2 separate regions of the Mus musculus genome follow, and region 2 is linked to region 1. Evidence: chromatin contacts called from public HiChIP or PLAC-seq data. All regions are on one chromosome and are shown on one strand. The core of a region is the stretch at or near the end of the contact, and the rest is flanking DNA. Distances in the headings are between cores, read along the strand shown. Region 1 overlaps Gm32543 (a long non-coding RNA gene). Region 2 overlaps Gm32543 (a long non-coding RNA gene).

What was found. HiChIP or PLAC-seq counts read pairs in DNA pulled down with a chosen protein or histone mark.
Region 2: an H3K27ac HiChIP or PLAC-seq map of microglia shows a contact between it and region 1, with 4 times the contacts expected there. The contact joins two enhancer-like sites. A contact is called at or near these places in 1 of 484 Hi-C or Micro-C datasets (nephron progenitors), 6 of 115 datasets of contacts at active chromatin or transcription factors (a beta-TC-6 cell line, bone marrow-derived macrophages, embryonic stem cells and 3 more) and 1 of 9 other capture datasets (embryonic stem cells).

Annotation. Positions count from the first base shown.
Region 1 is chr10:17,520,921-17,524,247 of GRCm38.p6, forward strand. All of the region lies in intron 3 of Gm32543 (a long non-coding RNA gene), which reads right to left. Among named protein-coding and RNA genes, the nearest start is that of Gm32656, 140 kb to the right of the region's middle. Within about 2 kb of position 1,476, at least 119 of the 459 cell types and tissues checked have an H3K27ac peak or open chromatin away from gene starts, as enhancers often do. A contact at or near this core is called in bone marrow-derived macrophages and microglia, where this site is marked.
Region 2 is chr10:17,667,816-17,671,142 of GRCm38.p6, forward strand. It overlaps Gm32543 (a long non-coding RNA gene), which reads right to left. Exons shown (of 4, transcript XR_001779719.1): 2 at 229-316. The region is part of intron 2 of Gm32656 (a long non-coding RNA gene); the gene reads left to right. Among named protein-coding and RNA genes, the nearest start is that of Gm32656, 9.7 kb to the left of the region's middle. Within about 2 kb of position 1,771, at least 32 of the 459 cell types and tissues checked have an H3K27ac peak or open chromatin away from gene starts, as enhancers often do. A contact at or near this core is called in bone marrow-derived macrophages and microglia, where this site is marked.

The DNA of each region.
Region 1 (3,327 bases), core at 226-2,725:
GCTATGTAGAATAACATTGTTTTGAGGACAAAGGTTATATTTTGACAAAACTAATTTAGTGTTTTCTGAAGCATATTTTTGGAGTCCAAATGACTATTCTTGATGGAATCTCTCTAAACAGGCCCTCATTTTTGCTTAGACCAGATCATTCTGACTGACAAATAGAGTTTTTCTTCTTTGTTTAAAAGTCTTGGCAGAAATGTATGACTGCCGCAGCTATGGATTCTTTCGTCCCCTTATATCCTCTGGGAAAAGGGCCTACTTTCCAGGGGCAATCATAGTAGATCTTCCAGAAGCCATAAAACTAATAAGGCAATAAGGACATCTAAACTCCAGCAGTTTTGAAGAAAATGACTTCTTAAAACTCTGTTTCTTTTAGAGTTGCATGAGATCAGCATGGTAGGAAGGTTGACAAAGTAGACAGGGTCAGAGGTATATGCATTTCTGTGAAGAAGGGACTTAATTCACAAGGAATTTTACTAAAATCAATGCAGATCCACCAACTGTATGACTGCAAATTTGCTTAAGAATTTAATCATTTGTTGAAATTTAGTATTTCTGACTTCCTGAGAATAGTATTTCCAAGAAGACCCAAGATTATTCCAAAATCTGGATAATTTTAGATTTGTCAACCTCTTGTAAGTGGAAAAAAAATCAGATGACAAAAAAAATAAAAAACAATGAAAACATTTTAATTTTATGGTTTTTACACAGACTGATTAGTTTGTGGTAAATTATGACTTTTCTTTTTAATCAACTCCAACTCTAAAGTTGGCTGGACCAAGTACGTAGACGAGAGCTGCGCTGAACTTGGCTTTGGCTTCTTTTTTCTGTGCTGTCTTCTTAAAGGCTGTAAGTAGAAGCCTGGGAAATGCAAGGGAGGTTTTTAATCTTTCTCTTTCTTTTTTGAAAGCGCAGAATTTGGCCTGGAGGTTGGCTATTTGCATCCAGTGGGGTCTTGAGAGATGCTGTACTTTATCTCATCCTCATTGTGAAAATGTGAGCACACATATGAGGATGCAAACACATCCACAGTCGCTGAACGCAGCATTAGAAAATGTAGCTGTTCCAAACTGAATTATCATTGGGGGTGACGTTCGCTTTCTGAACCTTGAAAAACTTTAGTGGGGGAAAAAAAAACCCTGGTAATACAAACCACATGGTTGCCTCATTCTCCCGCCGTTCTTGGCAGAACAAGTGCTGCCTGGCAACCTCGCTGTCAGCTGGGCCGAGTAATCATAGCAGTATTGCCCTGTCGTTAAATCTAATGCTTTCTTTCTGAGAACTCATCAGTGGATGCTTTTTCTTCTTATCAGTCTTCTTGGTAATGTTTGAACAGGGCTTCTGTGCATGAAGAGAACACATCCCTGTAGAAGGAGTTGCTGAAATAATAAAACACACACACACAAGTGCTCTAATGACTCTGAAAGGGGAAGTTTTTTAAAAAAAAAAAAAAAAAAAAAAAGAGGAAGAAGAAGAAGCAGCTTGCAAGGAGTGCTTTCCTCTTGCTTGTTGCTTTGGACTTTGGCCCCACAGAGGCCTGTAACCCAGCCTGACCTTACTGGCCAAATTCCAGTGTTTTCCTCAAGCCTTCCAGAAGAGCCTTTCTCCCTATGGAAACTTGAAGGGCAAGCTTTGAATATATGAAATTCTGAAATCAGAATGTAAAAACTTATGAGAAAAAAAAAGAAGTGTTCTTGTATTTGGTCCTGGTTATCAACAATATAAAAGGCATAAAAAGGCAGTACTTTAATTTTAGCATACTTAAAAGGAAAAGAAAATATGCCTTTGAATCAACCCAGTAGGCTGAATTAGAGTTAAGATGATACAATTATGATAAAGCGTGGTGGCACATACCTTTAATCCCAGCACTTGGGAGGCAGAGGCAAGCAGATCTCTGAGTTTATGGCCTGATCTACACAGTGAGTTCCAGAGCTCACAGAAAACCCCTGTCTCAAAAAAAAAAATCAAACCAAACCAATCAAAAACAAGCAAACGAAATGTTATAATAATGGAGTGTTTGAAGGCAGCCTTCCAGGAAAGGGATACTACTAGAGCAGCCACAGCCACAGGGAGCACGGCTAAAACAATACTACAGTCAACATGAAATTAAAATCCACCTGGCCGAATGTTTCTTTGGACAAATGCATCAACAAGGACTTCATTGAACTTTTCTATTCCTTTTGAATTCAACAAAGTAACATATAAAGTGGCCAGTCAAGCTCCTGCACAGAGCTGCCTGTGCTCTGAGATCCCGGGCAGGAGCTCCGAGCCAGCCCTTAAAGGCCTATGATGCTCACCAGTGCTTCACAGGCCTTCTTTCTTCTTCCTTCACTTGTCATTACTTTGGCTTCTTCTCGAGTACAGTGACTCTGAAGAATCTAGAAAGAAGGTGGCTTCCAGCTCAGCAGCTACAGAAGGTCTGGAGAGCACTAGCCTTGGTGAAGAAAACTTGCTCTCCGTGGTCCTTGAACCCACGACTCTGAGTGTGCTCTAAGCTAAGTGTGTGATGACCCAGAAGGAACAACGAAGGTCTTCACCGGCACGCAATCCAAGGGCAGCCTTGTTCCAACTTTGTGTCATGGGTGACGTTCTTCCTGGTAGAATGGAACATTTTAGACTGCATTTCTTTGATGGAGCTTTAAAACCTTGCAAGATCCATTTGTCCTTAAAAGCTCAACTTCCTTCCTGTTGAGAAGCTCCATAAATAAAGATTGCCAGCATGTGGGTAGAGTCAGGGTCGCTTGATGCTTCCAAAATCCTTGTGGTCCTTGTGGGCTTCATAGTCTTTCTAGAGGGGGACGGCATCTGTAAGGCTTGACAAGAGCCACAAAAATGACCAGTCATCCTCTGAGGGTGACTTTTAGCTTTGTTAACACATTTAAACTTATTTCCCTAGAAGACTGTATAAATGTCATGTCTCCCACATTTTCCATATGTTAACATGACATTAATCTCGAGTCTAACTTTTTCCTTAGTTCCAAAATATGTCACTAGTTGGTTTTGCTCTTTCATTGCTGCAATAAAAAAAAATTATTAATTTTTAAAGTTAGCATACAAACTAATGGGTTTCATTGTCGAATTTTCATATATTATATATAACTCATATATATAATATGTCATTATACTTTGTTCTAATTTTCCCCTCCCCCACTGGCATCCTGCTGAGATCCCAGTCCCCTCTGGTTCATTCTCTTCCTCTCCCCACGAGTCCTCCCATCTGCTCTATTTGGTTATTTTTAGCCCAGCCCTCTCTGTTTATCTTCCTTTATATCTCATTAAGCCTATCTCCTCCTGCATCCTTCTCCCGATGGGACTTTTCAATTC
Region 2 (3,327 bases), core at 521-3,020, 150 kb after region 1:
GTGCTATACAGATGAGAATGTTATATGAATGTGGAGAAGAGTGACCAAGATACCAAGCCATCTGCGAGCCAGACCACTGGCCAGAGCCAATGAGTCAGAATATTTTTTCATGTTTCCTGCCCTATGGTGTCTTGTTTATCTATTACATGATAACAAGTGGTTGTTATCACAATATTTCTAGAGAAGAAAGCTGATGAAATGAAAAGCAGGCAGTGTCGTAGGACGTACCTTTCTGTGTAGTGGGTAGTCTGGGCTAGACCACCTTGAGCTCCCAGTGAGTTGCAGCTGTACATCTGCCCAGGAACTATTTCAGATCCTTGGATGAAGGACACGCACACATTAGCTCATTTTTAACCTGTCTTACTGGCTCAGTGGCTGGGCTCTTCTAAGCCTCCTGAAGCTATCGTGCCCTTCCCTTTACTCATAGCTCAAGGACTCTAAATCTCCCCTCGGTGTAGTTGGTCTTGCTGCCCAAGATGCTCTTGGGCTCCCCTTTCATGGGCCTCTTTCCCTTGCCTACATTTTAGAAGATCTCCCCTGTAGCTCTGAGTCTGTTCCGTCTCTCTCCAAGTATCTTGATTCTCTTCTTCCTGCCCTCTCTCTCCTTGACTGTGGAAACCTGGAAGTCCTACCTCTTTCTTTCCAGCCAGCCACTCGCCACTGGCATTTTTATTGATAGATCAAAAATCATTTGAGAGCAAGGACCTTCAGCATAAATAAACACAGATTCGCAATTAAATCAAAGCGTCAGAACCAGTCCTGTACATTTCTGAGCATGGAACTGGATCAGAACGTGGTGCGGACCCAGAGACAGCTCTTCAGAAGCTGTAGTTTGCATTTGCAGTTAAGTAAGCCTTGTCACCTTGTCATCTACTACTCTTCTCCCTTTAACCCAGTCTTTATTCCAGACTACGTTATACCAGAAAATATAAGAGGGGCCTCTGAATATTTACAAACTCAGTGTCTGCTTCTTCATATTTTCAGGTCACCATGACACCTCTGCCTAAACTTCACCTCAGGTTTTCTCTCCAGTGTCTTTTCAGCTACTGTTTCTACCTCTAGCTCAAATGGAATTAGTTGCTCCATTCTCTAAGAATTTCCCCGTTGAAAAACTTGACTACAGCTGAGGTCTTTATGCATGAGGTGAGGCCACAGGTATTTAACTGGCCTCTAGTTTGACTGTGTTTATGAGTGATGTCACCTATAACCACAATCAGGACCTGCTGGTAACAGAGTGAGTGGAAGATTGGTCTGTGTGTTTGAACCTGACCCTGCACTGGACTAGCCTGGAGTCCTTGCTCCATTAGAAGATACAGGCTGGGAAATTTCCTTCAGACAGTTACAGTAAAATACCTACTTTACTCAAACTAGGCTAACTGGCTGAGGGAGACACCCGTACTACTTTATATATTCAAAATCCATTCCACCTAGTGTCAGCTCTTCCATAACATGAGCTAGGGATATTTAGGCAGGGATTAAATGGAATCTTGATTACTGGTTAGAAGCCAGCAGTGGAATGGTAGAAGTTTCTATATCTGAGACCAGCGTGTCATTTAGGATACCTAGGTCAAGTTTCAGAGTATACATATTTCCCGATACATCTCAGCGGTCACTTGCTCAGTCCTTTAGGAAAGAATGTCACACACACACACACACACACACACACACACACACAATGTTAGTTATTCTACATGCTGCTGGGACCAAACGCTCTCAAAGCCAATGCAAGGAAGTAGTTTAAAGAGCACTGTGACACGTGACGCGTGGCATATGGGGAAGTACATTAAACAGAAGACTAAACACCATGCCCATTCATGTTATGGAGACAGAGAGAGTCTGAGAGGAACTGATCGCTAAAAGACCACACAGAACTGAAATGTGCACCCTCCATTTCCAGTCTTCGTCTTCCTGGATCAGTCACGTGCATTCTTTGTTCCCTGGTAGTTACTGAGTGCTGCTTTTCTGTCACAAACAGACAAGCCTGCAGAGTGGTATCTCGTGCTAGAAAGGTTCCATTCCATTGTGTATGTCAGCAAGGTCTCTGTGAGCACTGATAGATGATATCTTGGAAACAATACTGAATTAGACTTCCTGCGTCACTCGGAGGTGTGAGTTAACCGCTGATTCTTTACCTGGGAAATAGATCAATTATACACTCCTCATTTATCCAGCAAAGATTAGCTGAACATATGCTGCGTCTCAGGCTCTGAGTGTAAAATGATGTGCAACAAAGAGCTTTTATACTTGAGCAGAGAGGACAAGATAAGTGTGGGACCCATGGGATTCTGGAGCAAATAAAGGAGAACCACTTAACTGGGTCTACACGTACAGAGGAAGCTAGCCCAGCAGGGAGTGGGGATGGGCAGAAAGTGAGTGAGGGGTTAGACATCTGGAAAGAAGTGGAGCATTGCTGATTCACAGAGGTCAAAGGGAAGACAGAGAGAGATAGGTCTGTGACAGAATGTCACATACTGTGTTAGTCATTCTACATGCTTCTGGGACAAGAGGCCTGACAGAGCCAACCTGAGGAATGAGTGGCTTATTCTGGCTCACAGTTTAAGCTCATGCTGCAGAAGTCATGGTAGCCGAAGCCTGAAGAGAGAAATGATGCTGCTGCTCGACTCACTCTCTCCTTTTCATTCAGTCTGACAGTTAGAGTAGGTTTTCCCACCTCAACTAGCCTAATCTAGAAAACTCCTCACTAACGTGCTCCAGGTTGTTTCCCTGGGGATTCTAGATGGCATTAAGTTGATGAACAATATCAATCCTTACATATCATCCAGTCTACCTGCTGGCAATGAGTAATACACCGGGTTGTTGTTTTAGCACAATTCTTCCAATAGCAGAATAGAGAATGTCCTAGAGGGCTTTGTCCTAGAAGCATGAGGATTGATTCTAAGACTGCTGCCATGGTAGTTGAACCAGTCATAAGTGGACAGTCTAGATACCATAAATAGATTGATGGCAATAATTTGGAGATTGTGTTGTAGTCCAGACATGAGATGTCTCCACAAGAGTTCATGTGTGAAAGACTCAGTCCTCTATACAAGGTTCAGAGCCCAGCTCCTAGGAAATAACTGTTTCATTATGGCAGTTTGAGTATGCTTAGTCCATGGGAAGTGGCACTATTAGGAATGTGGCCTTGTTGGAGGAGGTGTGGCCTTGTTGGAGGAGGTGTGGCCTTGTTGGAGGAGGTGTGGCCTTGTTGGAGGAGGTGTGGCCTTGTTGGAGGAGGTGTGGCCTTGTTGGAAGAGGTGTGGTCATTGTGTGGGTAGGTTTTGATATCCTATATTCAAGCTCTACCCAGTTCAGAACAGAGATTCTTCT